Linked DNA regions of Rattus norvegicus: region 1 is linked to region 2. Evidence: chromatin contacts called from public Hi-C data. All regions are on one chromosome and are shown on one strand. The core of a region is the stretch at or near the end of the contact, and the rest is flanking DNA. Distances in the headings are between cores, read along the strand shown. Region 1 has its middle 170 kb from the start of Fdps-ps3. Region 2 overlaps Fbxw7 (F-box and WD repeat domain containing 7).

Evidence for each region. A called contact is a pair of places that touch in the nucleus more often than the background predicts.
Region 1: a Hi-C map of psoas muscle shows a contact between it and region 2, with 4 times the contacts expected there. The contact joins two enhancer-like sites. A contact is called at or near these places in 4 of 12 Hi-C or Micro-C datasets (the Rat2 cell line, kidney, liver and 1 more).

The regions. Positions count from the first base shown.
Region 1 is chr2:172,925,543-172,929,991 of GRCr8, reverse strand. No RefSeq gene overlaps it. Among named protein-coding and RNA genes, the nearest start is that of Fdps-ps3, 170 kb to the left of the region's middle. Within about 2 kb of position 2,856, at least 11 of the 93 cell types and tissues checked have an H3K27ac peak or open chromatin away from gene starts, as enhancers often do.
Region 2 is chr2:172,553,995-172,558,024 of GRCr8, reverse strand. All of the region lies in intron 4 of Fbxw7 (F-box and WD repeat domain containing 7), which reads right to left. Among named protein-coding and RNA genes, the nearest start is that of Dear, 42 kb to the left of the region's middle. Within about 2 kb of position 2,389, at least 7 of the 93 cell types and tissues checked have an H3K27ac peak or open chromatin away from gene starts, as enhancers often do.

The sequences.
Region 1 (4,449 bases), core at 1,607-4,106, 370 kb before region 2:
CAGGTCCTCTAAAAGAACAGTAAATGCTCTTAACTGCAGAGCCAGCTCTCCAGTTACATGAATTGAATTAAAACAAAAAATTGAGTCCATGATAATTTACTGTATTCTATTTACATCTACTCGAATTTTTAATAGGAAACTAGTTCTGAAAAGACGGTATAAACCACCTTAACATTTTTAATTCTTGGCTTCCAATGAACTACTTGTGAGTGGTGCCCTCAGGATCTGAACCTTTCCACACATGTTGGAGACCACAGATCTCATCTTTGTGTAATGTTACTTCTCAGACTGTGGCCTGTGTGAGAGCTGTGGCCCCTTCTTCTACCTGAGGCCAAGTCCACATCTTCTGGAGGCCTTCAGAGAAAAATGTGTTATGGATGGTCCAACTCATCAAATCTGAAGCTCCTAAAATCCCAGCCATCAGGATTTAGTCGTCCCATGGAAGCATGAACAGAGAGAATCTGTTTTTACAGTACGTTCATGGGAAGACAGCCACATTGTTTAAAGGAAGAGAAAAATAAGGTGTTTAAGAAAAAGACATGTTATTTCTCTTCCAGAAATGACAACACTGCCAACTTCCTGGGGTCATGAATTCATGCTGTTGGCAATGGCACTGAGTTCACTGTCTGTCACAGTCTCTGTACACTTCCTCTCCCCCTGGGCCACACGTTAAAGTCCCTGCTTCTATGCCCCATTGGCACAGACATAGTTTATTATTCGTTTACATGTTCACTTACTAGGCTTAGGTGGCAGACTAGTGACATAGTGTTATAGGAGAGGAATGTAATGTGTGTGTGTGTGTGTGTGTGTGTACATGCATGCGTGTGCGTGTGCGTGTGTGTGTGTGTATGTGTGCGTAACAGAGACAGACATGAGGCATTACTGTGTGACTGTAAACATTCATGCCCTTTGAAAGGCTCAGGGGATCTGACACATTCTCATATAGCTTTTCTCATATTGCTCCTGGTGAATAGGACTCCCAATCCCTCCTCCTACTCACCATCTTTTGGAAGGATCCAGAAAAGGCCTGTAACAATGACCACAGTGCTGTCCTCCAGGTGACTGATGTCATGAAAGAAGTGAGACATATTATTACCTGTCTTGTATATCCACCGGAGGCCTAGAGGGAGGTCAAGGGCAAACATAGTGAATCCAGGGCTGGAGAGATGGCTCATCTTTTAAGAGGACTTGCTGCTCTTCCAGAGGACCTGGGTTCAATTCCCAGCACCCACATGACAACTTAGAACCATGCAGTGTAACTCCAGTTTCAGAGGATAAGCCAATGCACAAAGGTGGTGCCTACACATACATGCAGGCAAAACATCCATACACACACATACATACACACACATACCATATATAACACACACACATACCACACACATATCGCACACACCACACACACACCACACACACTACACACACACACACCACACACACTACACACACACACCACACACACTACACACACACACACACACCACATAAACCACACACACACCACACACACACCACACACACACCACACACACACCACACACTACACACACACACCACACACACTACACACACACACACACACCACATAAACCACACACACACACCACACACACTACACACACACACACACCACATAAACCACACACACACACACACACACACCACACACACACTACACACACACACCACATAAGCCACACACACACACCACACACACCACACACACACTATACACACACACACACCACACACACACATACACACACACACACACACACACACACACTCAAAGTAAAATGTCAAGGAGTGACTCCAGACATTGAGGAAGAGGCCTATAGCTTCAGTCACTCACAGCTCTTTGACTTGGGGCTCAAGTGAATCATCAAAAATTCAAGGTGTTCACCCCTAAAGGGCAGAGGAACTTGCTCCCCAGGGTTGTTTCTGAAATTAGAAATGTGAAAAAAAAATATTCAGTAAGGGCTGGAATGTAACAAAAGAAAATGAGCTCGGTCTCCACAGTGGTGCGCGTGCGCGCGCGCACACACACACACACACACACACACACACACACGGGGGTGGAGGGGGAGAGAGAGAGAGAGAGAGAGAGAGAGAGAGAGAGAGAGAGAGAGAGAACGAAGCTCTTAGTAAAATGGCAACGGATGTTGCCAATATTGCTGGTGTTTTCAAAGCACTATGTAACTCACTTTGGTATGCTGAAATAGGGTCAGTGGTTGCTCTCTGCAAGATCGTAAGTACAATAGGTGACTTCTGCGCATTAGAAACCACTGAAGTCTTGTGCATCTTCATTCACCTATTCAACGCCGCAGACCTGTGTGGCACTTACTATAAATCTACATCATGGGCGAGGAGTACGGTAGGGCAGTCCATTTAAGACATTTTTACACTTTTCTTGCCTTGACCAAGGGCCAGCCTTCCTCTCTCAGATAGTTGAGTTCAGGTATTCTTCGGGTAGAGGCCATCAGGCTCAATGAGATTGGCAGCTTGCCCAAATTCACAAGGAGAGACGGAAATTAAAGCCGATCTGAAGGCTGGATCTGTGCTCTCTCTATACAAAGGTGTTCCTGAGGTGAAGGGAGCAAAACACCGTTATGGGACTGGGTTCTCTGAAGCCAGGCAGGTGCTAGATACAGAGGCAAAAACGTTCAGTAGGGGGCGCCCGAGAGCCCGGATGGTAACCCGGTGTTTGGCTAGGAGCCCAGCCCACAGGGAAGGGCTTGGAATTTAATCCTCAGCATTCCAACCAGGGTTCCTGTGACATAATAAAGCCCAAGGAGGATCTCGAGTGACTTGTCAGCAGAACCCCCAGAGGCATGTTCTATAGATAGCCAGGGTGTGTCGCGGGCTCAGTCCCTCTAGTTCTTTCATGCCTGGGCTGGGCAGTGCGGTGTGCAGCAGGTGGAAGGGTGGGGACCCACCAGGCGAGGACCCAGAGGACTGCAGGGCTGGGAAAAGTGTGCTCCGGGTGTATATGGGAGGAGCCCAGGCCCAGGAGGGAATTCCAACTATGGCGTTTTGGTGAAAATGTTTTGTTATTTGCCCTAGATGACCCCACCCCATGTTAGGGAGCCGGCTGCAAAACAGAAGTCCCAAATACAGAGCTTCACATAGCCTTTGATGTGGGCTCTGAGAAGATTCTGTGGAACGCGCCTGGCTCTCTTCTGGGGAGAGACGTGCCAGAAATGTTGGCGTGCCCCCGTGGTGTGTGTGATTGGAAGTTGCTGGTTTTAGAGTTCCCTCATTTGCATGGTCGAGCGTCCAGCGTATTGTTTCCCACCACAGAGACAATTTACCTTCCACTTCCAAGCCAGCACAGGTCCTAGCAATAAAGTCCCATAAATACCCGCATGATAGCAGAGACTCTGGCCATTATTAATATATTTTTCCTGCCCTGTTTGCTGGAGGAGAGAAATTCTCAGAAGCCGTGCATATATTTTATGTAAAATAGCTGAGCTGCCAAGGGTTTTAACGATATAATTTCATCATGGGATTATGGGCTTTTTGGTTTATTCTGCTGTCAGAACCCCAAGACAAAAATTAATTCATGTAACTGGTTCAAATCCAAGTCCTATTTGGTCTATCCTCCCTTGTGGGTGAACTCAGCTATTCTGATTGCCCGAGCATAGGTGGTTGGGGTACACGTTGCAGAAAAGCCTGTCTTTGTATATTCATTAGCTTTAGAATCAATCCATTCATGAGGAGCCATATACTGTCGTCAAAAAATGCACATTTGGGTCAAAGAGCCGGGATTTATTTGAATCCTGGGTTGGCAAAGCCAAGAAGACTTAAGTTCTTATCTCTCACCTGTGGAAATCTCTAAGGGATGTTGGGATAAAATGTGTTTACAACTGATGGGAGGTCCAACTGAACACCTGTAAAAGGTCTGTCTCGGGTACCTGGGTGGACTGGAGATTGTTCCTGAACCTTTTGCAGGTCCAGGAATTTTAGCAGCTTGCATCCAAACACTTCTCTATTTAGCCCCTAAATTCCTCAGATGCTCCACATATGTGAATTGTACTCTTCCCAGCCCCTACCCTGTCTGGAATCTCAGAATCCCCTGTGAGATTCTGACCCAGCACAGCTGCCTGTTGCAAACAATTTAGGGAACATGAAACAGACCATACTGCAATTCCACAGCAAGGTTGAGAGCGGACTTGGATTTCATGGATTCAGAGCTATGCTTTCTCCTGCTGTGGAACAGAAGCAAGGCTGTGTCCGGAAGGGTCCTGTCCTCCATCCACCTGCCAGGACAGAAACACACGGAATCTTCAAGCAGCAGGGGTTTCCAGGCTTCCCCTTAAAGCCAGTTTCCTGCAGTTCCTCTGCCAGGGCAGTGGGAGCACTTCTCTGTAGGTGTAAAAGTAGCTTTGCCTGTGAGCAGTTCTTCCAGTCTGTTCATCTCTCGAAAGGATGGCTTAGGAACTTCCCCAA
Region 2 (4,030 bases), core at 1,140-3,639:
AAAAACACTTAAATGCTCACACACTTTAGGTGAGAGTCTAGAAAAATTGATAAATTAGACTACCCACATAGTTGTGATACTTCGGTGATAAACATTTTCTTTAAAAAAAAAAAAGCTGAAAGTTAAAACTGTAGCTATAATTAGGATTATAAAGAATTTCCCACAAATTTAATACTGTTATGTTTTTGATTTTCTTCAAAACATTATCCCCATAAACACCAACTGAGTCAGCACCTATGGGAAACGTATGATGCTCTCCAAAATATGTGGCATAAGATATGATTGAACTGTACGGCATTTCAGGCGAATTCTCTCATAAACACTTAAAATATCTGTCCTACTAAACTAACAATGAAAATCCATTTAAGGTAACCAAATGAGGAAAGAGAAGGTCTCCTAACTCTGACGTTTCTGGGAGTCAGAGGCAATGAGTCATGCCACAGTCAACGCTGTTTTAATAAAACAGAACCTGGACGTAGTGATTAAAAGACTGTTTCAAATCTTTAGCCATGTTCTTTACTTCTAATTTTTAGCACAACTTTTACTTCCGTACTTAGTTTTACCCTGGCATTGCAGCTGCACGGCTATAACTGAGCATAGTAACCTAGGAAAATCAGAGCAGTGACATCAGAAAATGTGCCGGGACCTCAAGGTCCTCTTTATTCTTCCTACAGGGTCAGCATCTATGTAGTTTCTAAACAAATACACAAAGTCCAGAAGTTCGTTACAAAATAAGAACAAGATAAATAAGAGAACAAAATTAACTTGGTTATTAATACTTTAATTGTTTAATGTAAAAAAGGCCTCATGTTTTTATGTTTGCTAATTTTTGTCTTTTAAACTTATTTGTGTTGGTATTTTCTTTTACAGAAGGAGTAAATTAATCACTTCTTTTACGAATGGCACTACAGCTGTCAGAGGCCTCTTGTAAAATCTCAAATGCGAGCAGTGATCTCACATCACAGCAGTTTTCAAACGTTCAGGTGAAAGACAAGGAAACCATGAAGACAGAACAAGTAGAAGAGGAAGAAGAGAAGAAACAGGACAAGAGAGCATTTTGGGTCCTAGTTTCAAAATTTAAAAGACATTGTTTTAACTTAATCTTCCAACATGGCTGCCACTTACTTCAGATAGAAGTTGAAATCACTCAAAAGGAACTAAGCTAATTAGACAGAAGTTGCAAAGCTTACTTAAGTCCCAGTAAATGTCTCTGTATATAGACAAAACTAGTTTTCTCCTGTTATGGACTATTCTCCTTGTCCCCTTCTGCTAAAACAAAGTAACTGTAAGAGTTACAAGACACAGACAACACTGATCAAACAAGTTCTTGTTTATTTTCAAAGAAACAGACAGACAGTCAGACAGACAGACAGCATAGGCACACAGACTCGCAGACACACTTGTGTGTTTGGGCCTACTGTGTTCAGGATCATAAACGTATTTCATATCTATAAATACATCACTATCAAATAATTCAAAATGGCAGCACCAGCTAAGTGTGAAGAAACACAAATTGCTAATACCACAGCTTCGGTGAGTCATACTGAAAACACCCTTGGCTCTGACGCTGACTGTACATTAACACTAGTTCTGTAAAGTTAGTTCAGGGTGGCTGCATATAAACTATCTCAGAGCACTAGATGCTGCATTTCCCACATGCGAGGCGAATACCAATGGCAGCTTTGGCTTTCCACCAAAATAAAAGCCACAAAATTGAGATCCTAATATTTATCAGCTATTTCAAGAGGTATCTTTCTCACATTTACCAGTTTGAGATAAGTATACAGGATTCTAATCTCAAGAAAAACAGACAAGACCAAAAGGTGGAGTGGGTACCCCTGTCAGGCTCCAGATCATCGCTAACGCTCTTGCTGTGCAAGTTTTCCCTGGCTACACAACGCACTGCTAGCTTTCCTCACAAACACACACAGGAGATCTGAAGCAGTGCTTCACCGGAAGAGAAACAGCACTTAAAAGAAACGTTCATGCTTTCAAATGTCAGACTTACCCGTCTCCGACAAAAGGGCAGGCCCTGGGCAATGATGCTAATGCTAAATATCTTCATCACAGTCTGATGAGGCAGAGGCTCTTTTGCACTTTTAAGATCAACAGGAACCAAGTCATGGTTCACAGGAGCTTTTCCAGGTTTTGACATTTTAGACTCCTCGTGGTTCGTGAACACTCTCTACATGTAATACAGGCACATTACTAAAACACTCACCACCAAACTGAAAAAATTACAGTAGTTTTAAAAGGCTGAGAACCCAAGGCCTGCTGCTGCTTTTGTCTTCCAACCTTCTCTTTGCGAGTGTCCTGACCTGTCTGAGGCTTGGTGAAGTGCAAACTGTCCTAGAATAGCCAGGAATTATAAACTCCTGAAGTGAGCGCTCCTGCTCCTGCCAGTCAAACAGCTGGTGAGCTCCCACAGCAAGGGAGCAGTGCAGACAGGAATGGGGCCGGCTGGGCTGCAGGGTCCTGGGATTACTCCAACTAAACAGCCAAGGTGCCCCTAGAAAGTGAAGAGTTCTACAAAATTCAAAACACACAACACTCTATCTTCTCTTAAATCTTCCTTTCTCAAATGTCACCGTAAGTGTCTGAAGAATGCTTTGAGTTGATTCAAAGTTAAGGAGTGTTTATGCATGTTAAAAACAACATGCTTGTCCAACCTCATCCGTATCCGTGGGTGCTCTTTCCAAGTGTCTGTCGGGGTGCTTTTCCCCTTTCCTTGCAGACTATTCTTTATCTCACGCTTACCAAGACAGTAAACATACCCCACCTCTCTGTCGCTATTAATAACCTTGAATCATCTTACTAGAGATTATCAATCTCAGTTTCTCTGTAATTCTCAAACAGTCCCTGATTCTATTATAATAGCCACATGACTGACTGAGGCACATAAACTGTTTATTATTTATAAAATAAATTATGATAGGCAGCGATCGCAGTTGCATTCACTTCTCAACACAAACATGCTCTAAGGAACCCACGGCAGTGTGTGCACGTTATCGAGGGCCCTGACACAGAGGTAGCTGACATGTTGGATGGAGCACATTCTTAGTGCTTAATTCCTCCAACACATCTGTCAGTACCCTTCCTAAAACACGGAGAAGGACCAGGGGATAATATCTACTTTTAAAGAACTTTCAACAGCTCCCTAATGCCCAATGTAAACTATGGAGGCGAAGACTCTACCTAAAAGTGTTACCAAGCTATCAGCTGCAGCATAATCTCAAATATTTCCTTAACTGACCACTTAGGCTGACCTCTATCTTGCAGCCAGGAATGACCTTGAACTGGTGATCTTCCTGCCTCTAACTCGCAAGTGCTAGGATTAAGGGTAAAAAACCACCTTGTCTGGCTTCTTCCCACAACCCCTCCCACTGTGGAATGATCAATCTTACTCTATAAGCAGACTAATGAAAAGAAAAGACAGTTTGTACATGAGAAATATTCCTAGCCCGATCCTGACGTTATGTTCTTAAACCAGGTCTTTCTCTCTAATATCAAATTTGAAATGTGGTTTAAAATGCAAACTCAGTGGCAGTACAAAGGGAAGCCCCAATACAATGGAAACACTGTAACTGCTCTGGAAAGTGGTATGACAGCTCCACAAACCTTTACACAAAGTCAACAGGTCACTCAGCATTTCCACTTCTGGACACACTCACGCGATTTAGAAGCAGGAACTTGACCAGAGGTACCATGATTGTGGCAGCATTATTCTCAACAATCACATGGAAATAACCCAAGTAGGCAAAGTGCTATACACACACAGCTGAATGCTGTTTTTGCCTTCAAGAAGACAATTCCAGTCTTGACACATCACTGAAGGTTGAGGCTATCACATTAAGTGAAACACACACATTACAAAGAGACAGGCGTCACATAACTCCACATATAGTCAAATACTTATGCAGTGTGTGGAGACAGTTCAGTTCACAGACAGAAAGCACAAGGGTGGTCCCCAAAGGTGTGGAGATGAGTATATTTAACTGCTACAGAGTTTCAGGGGGGGAAAGGGAGAGTT